Regions from separate parts of the Mus musculus genome. Here all the other regions are linked to region 3. A link is a contact called in public HiChIP or PLAC-seq and Micro-C data. All regions are on one chromosome and are shown on one strand. The core of a region is the stretch at or near the end of the contact, and the rest is flanking DNA. Distances in the headings are between cores, read along the strand shown.

The links. Hi-C and Micro-C count contacts between places; a contact is called where the count stands out from the background. HiChIP or PLAC-seq counts read pairs in DNA pulled down with a chosen protein or histone mark.
Region 1: a FOXA1 HiChIP or PLAC-seq map of pancreatic cancer cells shows a contact between it and region 3. The contact joins the enhancer-like site here to the promoter of Pde5a in region 3. A contact is called at or near these places in 2 of 39 promoter capture datasets (embryonic stem cells and stem cell-derived epiblast-like cells), 1 of 15 datasets of contacts at CTCF or cohesin (embryonic stem cells), 16 of 484 Hi-C or Micro-C datasets (the HL-1 cell line, the N1E-115 cell line, Th1 cells and 6 more), 7 of 115 datasets of contacts at active chromatin or transcription factors (astrocytes, embryonic stem cells, forebrain and 3 more) and 1 of 9 other capture datasets (embryonic stem cells).
Region 2: a contact with region 3 is called in a Micro-C map of embryonic stem cells, with 7 times the contacts expected there. The contact joins the promoter of Gclm here to the promoter of Pde5a in region 3. A contact is called at or near these places in 2 of 39 promoter capture datasets (cranial neural crest and pre-B cells), 2 of 484 Hi-C or Micro-C datasets (both in embryonic stem cells), 2 of 115 datasets of contacts at active chromatin or transcription factors (pro-B cells and stem cell-derived neural progenitor cells) and 2 of 9 other capture datasets (liver and macrophages).

What each region holds. Positions count from the first base shown.
Region 1 is chr3:123,092,130-123,094,829 of GRCm38.p6, reverse strand. The region is part of intron 4 of Synpo2 (synaptopodin 2); the gene reads left to right. Among named protein-coding and RNA genes, the nearest start is that of Myoz2, 58 kb to the right of the region's middle. Within about 2 kb of position 1,294, at least 68 of the 459 cell types and tissues checked have an H3K27ac peak or open chromatin away from gene starts, as enhancers often do. A contact at or near this core is called in astrocytes, forebrain, muscle stem cells and 2 more, where this site is marked.
Region 2 is chr3:122,244,275-122,246,974 of GRCm38.p6, reverse strand. It overlaps Gclm (glutamate-cysteine ligase, modifier subunit), which reads right to left and starts at 1,418. Exons shown (of 7, transcript NM_008129.4): 1 at 864-1,418. The coding sequence starts at 989. Gm46822 (a long non-coding RNA gene) reads left to right here and starts at 2,603. Exons shown (of 6, transcript XR_001783970.1): 1 at 2,603-2,700.
Region 3 is chr3:122,727,805-122,730,504 of GRCm38.p6, reverse strand. Pde5a (phosphodiesterase 5A, cGMP-specific) reads right to left here and starts at 1,347. Exons shown (of 21, transcript NM_153422.2): 1 at 1,138-1,347. The coding sequence starts at 1,259.

The DNA.
Region 1 (2,700 bases), core at 45-2,544, 360 kb before region 3:
GGCATTTCTTCATGGGAGGCTCCTTTCTCTGTGATAACTCCAGCTGTGTCAAGTTGACACACAAACCCAGCCAGTACAGGTTTTTGTTTGTTTGTTTTTTGTGGGTTTTTTTTTTTGTCTTGTTTTTGTAATGTCTAGTACTCTGAATTGGTGTTTCTCTGTAATTTCTTTGTTGGCTTTCCTGTTTATACTATGTATCACCTCCTTATTTCATTCATCTCTTTGTGACCTTGATCATGTGTACGGTCATTACTTCAGGTTCTATGTGGGAGTTCATCTAACTCACTCCAACTAGGTGCCGTTACTGAAGGCTAACTCTATTTGGAAGAGTTCTGATTTTTTTTGTTTTTTTTTTGTTTGTTTGTTTGTTTGTTTGTTTTTTAAATGTTGCTATGTTGGGATGTATGCATCTAATGTCTTGTTTTGGTTTTTTGTTTTTTTAGGGTTGGTTTAGTTTTGACCAACTATTTTCCTTCATTTGAAGTATTTGCAATTTTCACACAGACTTGAATGTGTTAGAGCTCAATGTGCTGTAGTTGAGAAAATAATTCCTCACTCCCGGAGCTCCAGATGCCTGGTGTAAGCTCCGTACCATTCCCCAAGTAGAATATTAACTGCAAGACCAACCACAGTGGCTGAATACTAACACTATTCAAATATTTTATTAGCCAATTCCCAACAGTGACTCCTTCGGCTTCAATAACTTTTGGAGGATAAACAGGCAAGGATAGCATGGAGTGTACTTGGAGTTTAGTTAACATACTTGTTCTTTAAAGAGAGAGAGCTCGTGAACAACCATGGAGGGCGATGGGCAGAGAGGTGGGGAGAGTGGGGGAGGAGTGGGGGAGGGGAGCTGTAACCAAGAAAAAATATATAAGAAACTGTTTACATAACCTAAAACTAGAAAATACGGTCAGGGTTAGGAGGGAAGCAGAGTAGGGGAGGAGAAATATTAAATTAACACTGAGTAGAAAACAGGGTGAGGTGGGTAAAGTGGCGGGGTGAGGCGAGGTGGGAGAGATGACCATGGGTTTAGAGGAAAAGATGAAGGGGGGGGGGGGGAGGCATAAGCAACAGCTCCCAAAACCTAACTGAGCACTCTAAAGACAAAGGCAAAGCCATCGGGAGACATACATAGAAGAGTAGAAAGTAAGTAGCAGAAAATAAAAAAGTACAAGAACGTCGTATGCCGTAAACTGCGGGCCCCGCTGCAAAGTTCAAAGACCACTTTCCCAGATCCCTCCGCCTCTTACAGGCCCTGTGCATGCAGGAGGGGTGGGTGGCAGGCACCGGCCTCTCTCTGCAGCCTTCTGGTTTCCCGGTAGTCCTACTCCCGGCTTGGGAGTAAGGGAGACTGTGAGCTTTCTTGTTTGTTCTGGCAGAACTCCAACATGCACTGTGGCTTCTTCCGGTCTTGCAGCTCCAGTGCATGTAAGGAGCAGTGTAGGCTGCTGCGAGCTCCTTCTGCACTTCTGATGCTCTTCCCAGGGCAGCTTTATCCAATCTAGACTCTTATTAAAATGTAATTAAATAATGCTACACATTATAAGCCTTTAAGATGGCACTTTCAGCTATTTCAATAGAATGCAGCTTATAGTAATAGAAGTATTTTAATAAGCTATAATTTATTCACTGGGTTCTTTTCAGAAGTTGGTAAAAATTGCTATAGTAACTGCTGTCGTGCCTTAAAATAGATTATTCAAATTAAATTTTATTGCCTATGCCTTCAATTCCTTTATGCAAATGCATGCAATGCAGACTTGGTGGCATGGGGTAAATGCCTTTAGTAGTTCCCATGCTTATTTGCAGGGAGGGGATTTACAGACTTTGGGAAGGATGACCGGAGGCAACAGACACCTAGTGCTCAGCATTCCGACCAGCACACAGTCAGTCTGTCAGCTCACAGTCAGTCTGCATCTCTAAAATGAAGAGATCAAAGAAGAATACACACAGATTTCTCCATAGCATGGCTCTCTCTGAACTTACGCTGAGAGCTACTGTTTTTATATTTTATCTTTTTTAAAATAGAACATCAGAAACCAACTACTCTTCTGTATTCTGGCCCACTCTGATCCAGCAGAGAGATGAGGTCAGGGGTGGTGTTTCTGGCCAGCACAGCTGCCTATGTTCTGGGAGCACGGGGAGGCAGGGCTGCCTTGGCACTCTCCGAGGCCTGCATCGCTCACCCCACTTCAAAGTCAAGGCCTGCTTCTATTTTTGTCTAGGGTCGGCAGCCCGCCCATGCAGTTGCCTCTTGAACAAAAGGTTCTGCCAGATCTCTGACACCTTTGAGCCACACAGTCTCATCACACAATAATAAAAATGGTCATGATTCGTTGTGCTGTGTGGCATTCAGTTTAGAAACTCTTCTACCCAGAATCTTGAAATGGCAGACAGCATTATTCCTACTTTACAATTTCAAGAACAGTTGAGCCCTAGTGAGAAACCGGACACCACAAGCCCATACCTGTGTGGAGTCTGAATTCCCATTCCTCCAGCCTGCTGGCTCTTACAGCCCTTGGCCTCTCTCCCAAAGGATCGTCTTTAAACGTGAGATAAAGCGTAGAAGTCTATTGTTTTGGTGCTTGTTTTAGTTTGTTTTCCATTGCTGCGATAAAACACCATGTTCAAAAGCAACTTGGGAGAGGCAAGGGTTAATTTCATCTCACAGCTTACAGTCTTTCACCAGGGGAAGTCAGG
Region 2 (2,700 bases), core at 169-2,668, 480 kb after region 3:
TTGAGCCAGGACCTCATCACATGGTAGCCCAGGCTGGCCTCGAATTCTACATTCTATTGCCTTAGCCCACTGAGGCTGCGTATTAGAAGAGCCCACCACCATACCCAGCTTATTACTCCCCACACATAATTGCACATCTGTCTTGTTTTGTTGTTTTAAGTAGTATACATGTTCCATATTATCAATACGCCTCTGCAATGAGTTGCACGGTCCATGGAGAACCACTGGCTCAGGAATGGGCCATTAACACAAATATAACACATTTTAATTCTAGATTAATCTGTCACTTCCAACTACACATTAGGTTTTTTGGGGGCGTGGGGGTTGGGGCTGACACTGGGTAGCCCTAGCTGTCCTGGAGTTCAATATACAAACCAGGCTGACCTCGAACTCAGAGATCCTACTGCTATTGCCTCCCTAGGGGCCGGGATTAAAGGCGTGTACCACCTGCCCCTCTTTAATGGTTTTGAAGCAAATACAATGTTAACATCCAGTAAGTTATTTGTCCCAAATCCAAATTCAGTACAATAGAGAAAGCAATGTCAACAATATCAAAGTTAAACCTATTGTTAGTCCATCTACCAAACACTAAACCTTTATCTTTCCTTTACCTTGGCTAAGGGAGAGGGACGGAAGATGAAGACGCGGGGCTGCAGTGGCTCTGTCCAGCCAGACAGGGGACCCGGTGGCCCTCAAGAGTTGTGCGATCAACTCCGACCGGCGGAGGCGCCCCTCGCCCCGCAGTGGCACCTGCCAAGCCGGGATAGTACCCAGCTCACTTCGGTACCTCCGAAGCGGGTCGAGCTCCGGAGAGCCCTGCTTGTCCCCACTTCGAGGAGACCCTCGGCCCCCACCGTGCTCACCTCCTCGCTGTGCGTGGACGGGCACTTTTTTCGCAGGCGGCCCCAGTTGAGCAGGTTCCCGGTCTGCAGGTGCAGGGTGCTGGCCCGCGCCAGGAGCGCCCCGGCCGCGCGGCTGTCGGTGCCCATGGCAGCTGCCGCCGGAGGGGACCGGGTAGCGCCGGAGCCGCGGAGAGATGGCGAGCGGGCGGGCAGGCGGGCGGGCGAGTGGGCAGACGGCTGCCTCGCAGGGCGCGGCGGTGCCCCAGGCCCCAGAGGAGAGCGCGAGGCTGCCGACTCCGCGCGGCCACAGCCCGGTGTGCGCTCGGGCCCGAGGAGGCCGGGCGGCGACGGAGAGGCGGTCCCGGAGGGAGGGAAGGAAGGGAGGGAGGCGCCGGCGCGGACGGTCGCTGCGGCTTCTGCGGCCGCCACCGCCGCCGCCGCTGAAACGAGGGAGCTGTTTCCTGGAAGACAATGACTAAGCAGAAACCTCACCCGAGAAAGTGCTTCGTAACCGTTACTCGTCCCGCGGCGGGCCAGGGGCGGGGCGCAGGCCCGCGGGTGACTGGCCCTCGGCCTGCGGCGGGCGTGGCGCCGGGCGGCCGGGAGCGGGCGGCGCCGCGGGGGAGAACAGCGCGCGGACGTGCGCCCCCTGCCGGCCAGAGCGCGGCGCGCGGCCTACGCCGCCAGCGCCTCGTGAGAGTTGACGGTGCGCCCGGGAGCGCCGCTCAGCCAATGGCCGCCCGCGCTGCGGCCCTGGACACGCCCTCTTCGAGAGGACCGCCGGAGGTCCATCCTCCCAGGCCTTGAGAGCGTGCCTGCTTCTGTGTCTAAGGAGCTGATGCGATGGCGCGAGTGTCTCATTGCCCGCGCCCCGCTCTGTTTTTTAAATTTATTTTTATTTTTTCCTTTTGCTTTGCTTTGCCCAAGAGTCTTTCCCCCAAACTGATCATTCTTCTTCCAGCGTGTTGATTTACCTATTTGCTGGTGCTGTATGAAACCAGAGAGTACAACTTTAATTTTCCCCTTTCAGAAGCCTAATCCTTCGAGAGAAAGGCCTCAGCCCATGAAACATTAAACAATAAAAATACCACGGGGCAGTTAGTTTCCAGGTCAGTTAAGCATAAGGAACAGATGGTAACAGAGAACGTTTTATGATTCACACTTTTACAAGTTGTTCGTGATTCTTCCCCATTCCCACTGGAGATGGCTGGGTATAATAGCAAACTGACCGTTTATTAAAGTTTTACCCAGGAAACAAACTTTTTAACAAACCAGTCAGGTATGTTAGAGCCAGGTGAGATTTTCATTATAAGGCGGCAAAATCTTTTCAAAAGAAACATGAATCTGAGTTGGTAAACTACTAAGAAATAGGAAAGGCTGGAAGATCGTTCCAGAAAAAGTGAGGCTGGTGTTGGGTACATCTTTGTGCACATCCAATGAGCAAGAATCCATGGAGAAGAGGTTTCCCAGGAGCAGCCCCTCACATGGCCTTACTTAAATATAAACAATTGATTCTTCTGATGAATTTTTTATGGTCATTGTTAGACTTTTGATTATATTCTCTTAAAAGTCCATGTAAATATTTGGTTAAAACTTAGTGGTCGCCGGGTGGTGGTGGCACACGCCTTTAATCCCAGCACTTGGGAGGCAGAGGCAGGTGAATCTGTGAATTCATGGCCAGCCTGGTCTACATAGAGAGTCCCAGGACAGCCAGAGCTAGGTAGAGAGACTCTGTCTCAAAACAAACATACAAAAATATTGTTTATTTGTGTGTATGTGTGTTTTCTTCCATGAGTTTATGGGCACCGTTCAGGGCCCCTGGAGGCCACAGGACATCAGATCTGCCGTTGGGTAGGTA
Region 3 (2,700 bases), core at 98-2,597:
CGCCGGCTGCGGACCCCGCGTTGCGTCGCCCCCTGGCGGGCAGCGCCCGGCCGAGTGGCGGCCGCGCTCGGGCGAGTCCCCACCGGCTCGTCCACCATCCCCGCCCGGCGAGAGTCGCCCTCCCGGCTCGGGCGGCCAGCACCAGCTGCTCGACGGCCGTTGCCCCAAGGCGCCGGTGGCGGGGCTCCAGCCCCTTCTCCAAAGCAGAGCTGGTTAGTTCAGCCCAGATCGGCGCGCCGGAGGCAAGCGCGCGCGCGGGCTTCACGGCGACTCCTCGAGCTTCGGGGGACCCGCCCGCCACGCACTCCGCTCCACCCTCTCGTCCCTCCGCTCCACTCTCAAGTCTGCGCGAGCCCCGACTGCCCGTGCAGCAGTCGGATCCTAAAGGACAGGCTCCCTTCTCCACGCCCTCCGCAGCGGCCTCCCGGCGTTTGGCTCGAGACCAGGAAGAACTGGCCTCTGGGGTGCTCCGGGTCCCCGGGTCCCCGAGTCCGCCCGGGCCGCCTCCCTCCCGCCCTTTGTGTGCGCGCCGCAAAGCTCCGCGAAAATCCTCCTTGCGGCGACGCAGCCAGAAGAGGGATGACCAGAGGACTATTGGGGGACCAAAGGCGACAGTCCTCACTGGGGGCGACCCGGGCAAGCTGCGGCACCCAGGCTTCCCGGTGGCCTGGTCCAGACCCCCCCGGCTTCCCCGCCCCTCCAGGGTCAGAGCAAGCCGGGCAGGGGAGGAGCACGACCACAGGGACGCGCCCGCAGTGGTGCTTCCGGAGCCGCTGGGAAGGGGCTCTGGCTTGTTTTGGTTTTTGCTAAGCGGGTTTGGGAGGGAAACCGGGAGAGTAGAGGGGAGGGGAGAAGGCCCGGGAGAGTAATCTTGCTCCAGGGCCGGGTGTACGCTTTTGTTTTTAACTTCGTGGGCAAGTCCTTTCTAATCCGACGCCTCGCTTCTCAACTGTGCTCCCTTTAAGTAGAGGACTCCAGTCCGTACTGGGACCGAGAAGCTACTTCCGAAGCAAAGGGCCTGGGAACGGGGATTGTTTAATGTTGGATCGAGGGGAAAATTCAATGGTGGGGGAGAGAGATCAGCCTCAGGTCACGCTTCATGTCCCTGGCTGTGTCCTTTGTGGCTCCTCTTCTTACCTGGTGGCCTTTCTAATAAAGTAAGAGAAGGTAAAGTCCCGGTGATCATCCAGCCACGCTTCCACCCAGTCCGGGTCCCGCTGCTGCTGCGACCGCACGGAGTTGGGGCCCGCTCGTTCCATGGTGCTTGCCGCGCGTCTCTGCGGCTCGGAGGTGCCGGATTTCCACCTCTCTCTCTCAGAGGAGCAGGACAGTGTTCGAGACCCTCCCCTTTTGCCTTTATTCGTCCCTGCAGTGTCTCAGCGAAGCCACAGAGACGCGGGCCGGCCCCGGAGCTCGCTCAGCCCCGCCCCTCCAGGTCCCCGAGGTTCCCAGGTGGCGGGCGTCCTCCTTGGGGTCCCGCGGAAACCGGCTTTCTGCATCTGCCTCGGCGCTGACTGGCGAGCCCTCCGGAAGCCAAGTGGCCAAGGCTAGAAGGACTCCAGACCGCCGCTGGGGTGCGCTGTGGGCCGAGTCAGCTTCCCTCTATGCGCAAAGGTGACAGTGGGTGGATTTGCAATTCCCAACCAACCAACTCTAGGACAGAAAGATCACAGTGAGGACTCATCTACAGTCCAGAAGGCAAGAGGCAGGAGCTTCACTAGAAAGTGTGGGAAAAAGTTAACGTGATTGTTTTTCTTCGTTCTTAGTAGTACAGGGACAGCCCCACCTCACTTTTCTCCTTAAGCAACTCTTGGTGGAGAGGACCCAGAACCTATCTCCCTCACAGCAGCCCTCCCAGTGACTCCGGAAAGCACTCCAACCCTACAAGCTAGGGAGAGACATGAGGAAGAAACCGCTATGACAAACCTGCAGGTACGGGACACAGTGGCTTCCATCAAAACCACATCCGAGCTTAAGGCTAACATCAGTTGTAATCATTGATTCATACACCAAAGACCCTCCTTATGGAAGCGCAAGATTCGGTTAGACATAGGACATAAAAATGACAACCACCTGTCCTTGGCCTGTGAATTTTGAAGCTAAGACTACCTCTACACGATTCTGCTGACTTACGAACCCTAACACTAGCTACCCATGTACAACTGGGAACACCCAGTTAGCCTGATTTAAAATGAACTCATTTGTATTTAACTGGCATCGATACCTCAGAAATAGTATTGCCTTACATTGCTTATTGCTGTGATAAAATTCCATGACCAAAGCAACACATGATAAATTATATTAGATTTTAAAATGACAGTTCTCTCCTGATATGTTACTATGACATTAAATATGCTTAGCGAATAGGGAGTTTCCCCTTGTTGGTGAACCCCACCCCCACCCCATATCTACACATTCCTCCTACCAGGAAGTCACCTGATTTAAAACTGAACTCTGGGATAATAGCTAGAAATTGGGCCTTAACTGTTTGTGCCCGCTCCCTCCAAAGTTCATATTGACACTTCATTCTGGCTGAGTGGTTAAGAGTTCTTCCTTCGGGGGCTGGTGAGATGGCTCAGTGGGTAAGAGCACCCGACTGCTCTTCCGAAGGTCAGGAGTTCAAATCCCAGCAACCACATGGTGGCTCACAACCATCCATAACAAGATCTGACTCCCTCTTCTGGAGTGTCTGAGGACAGC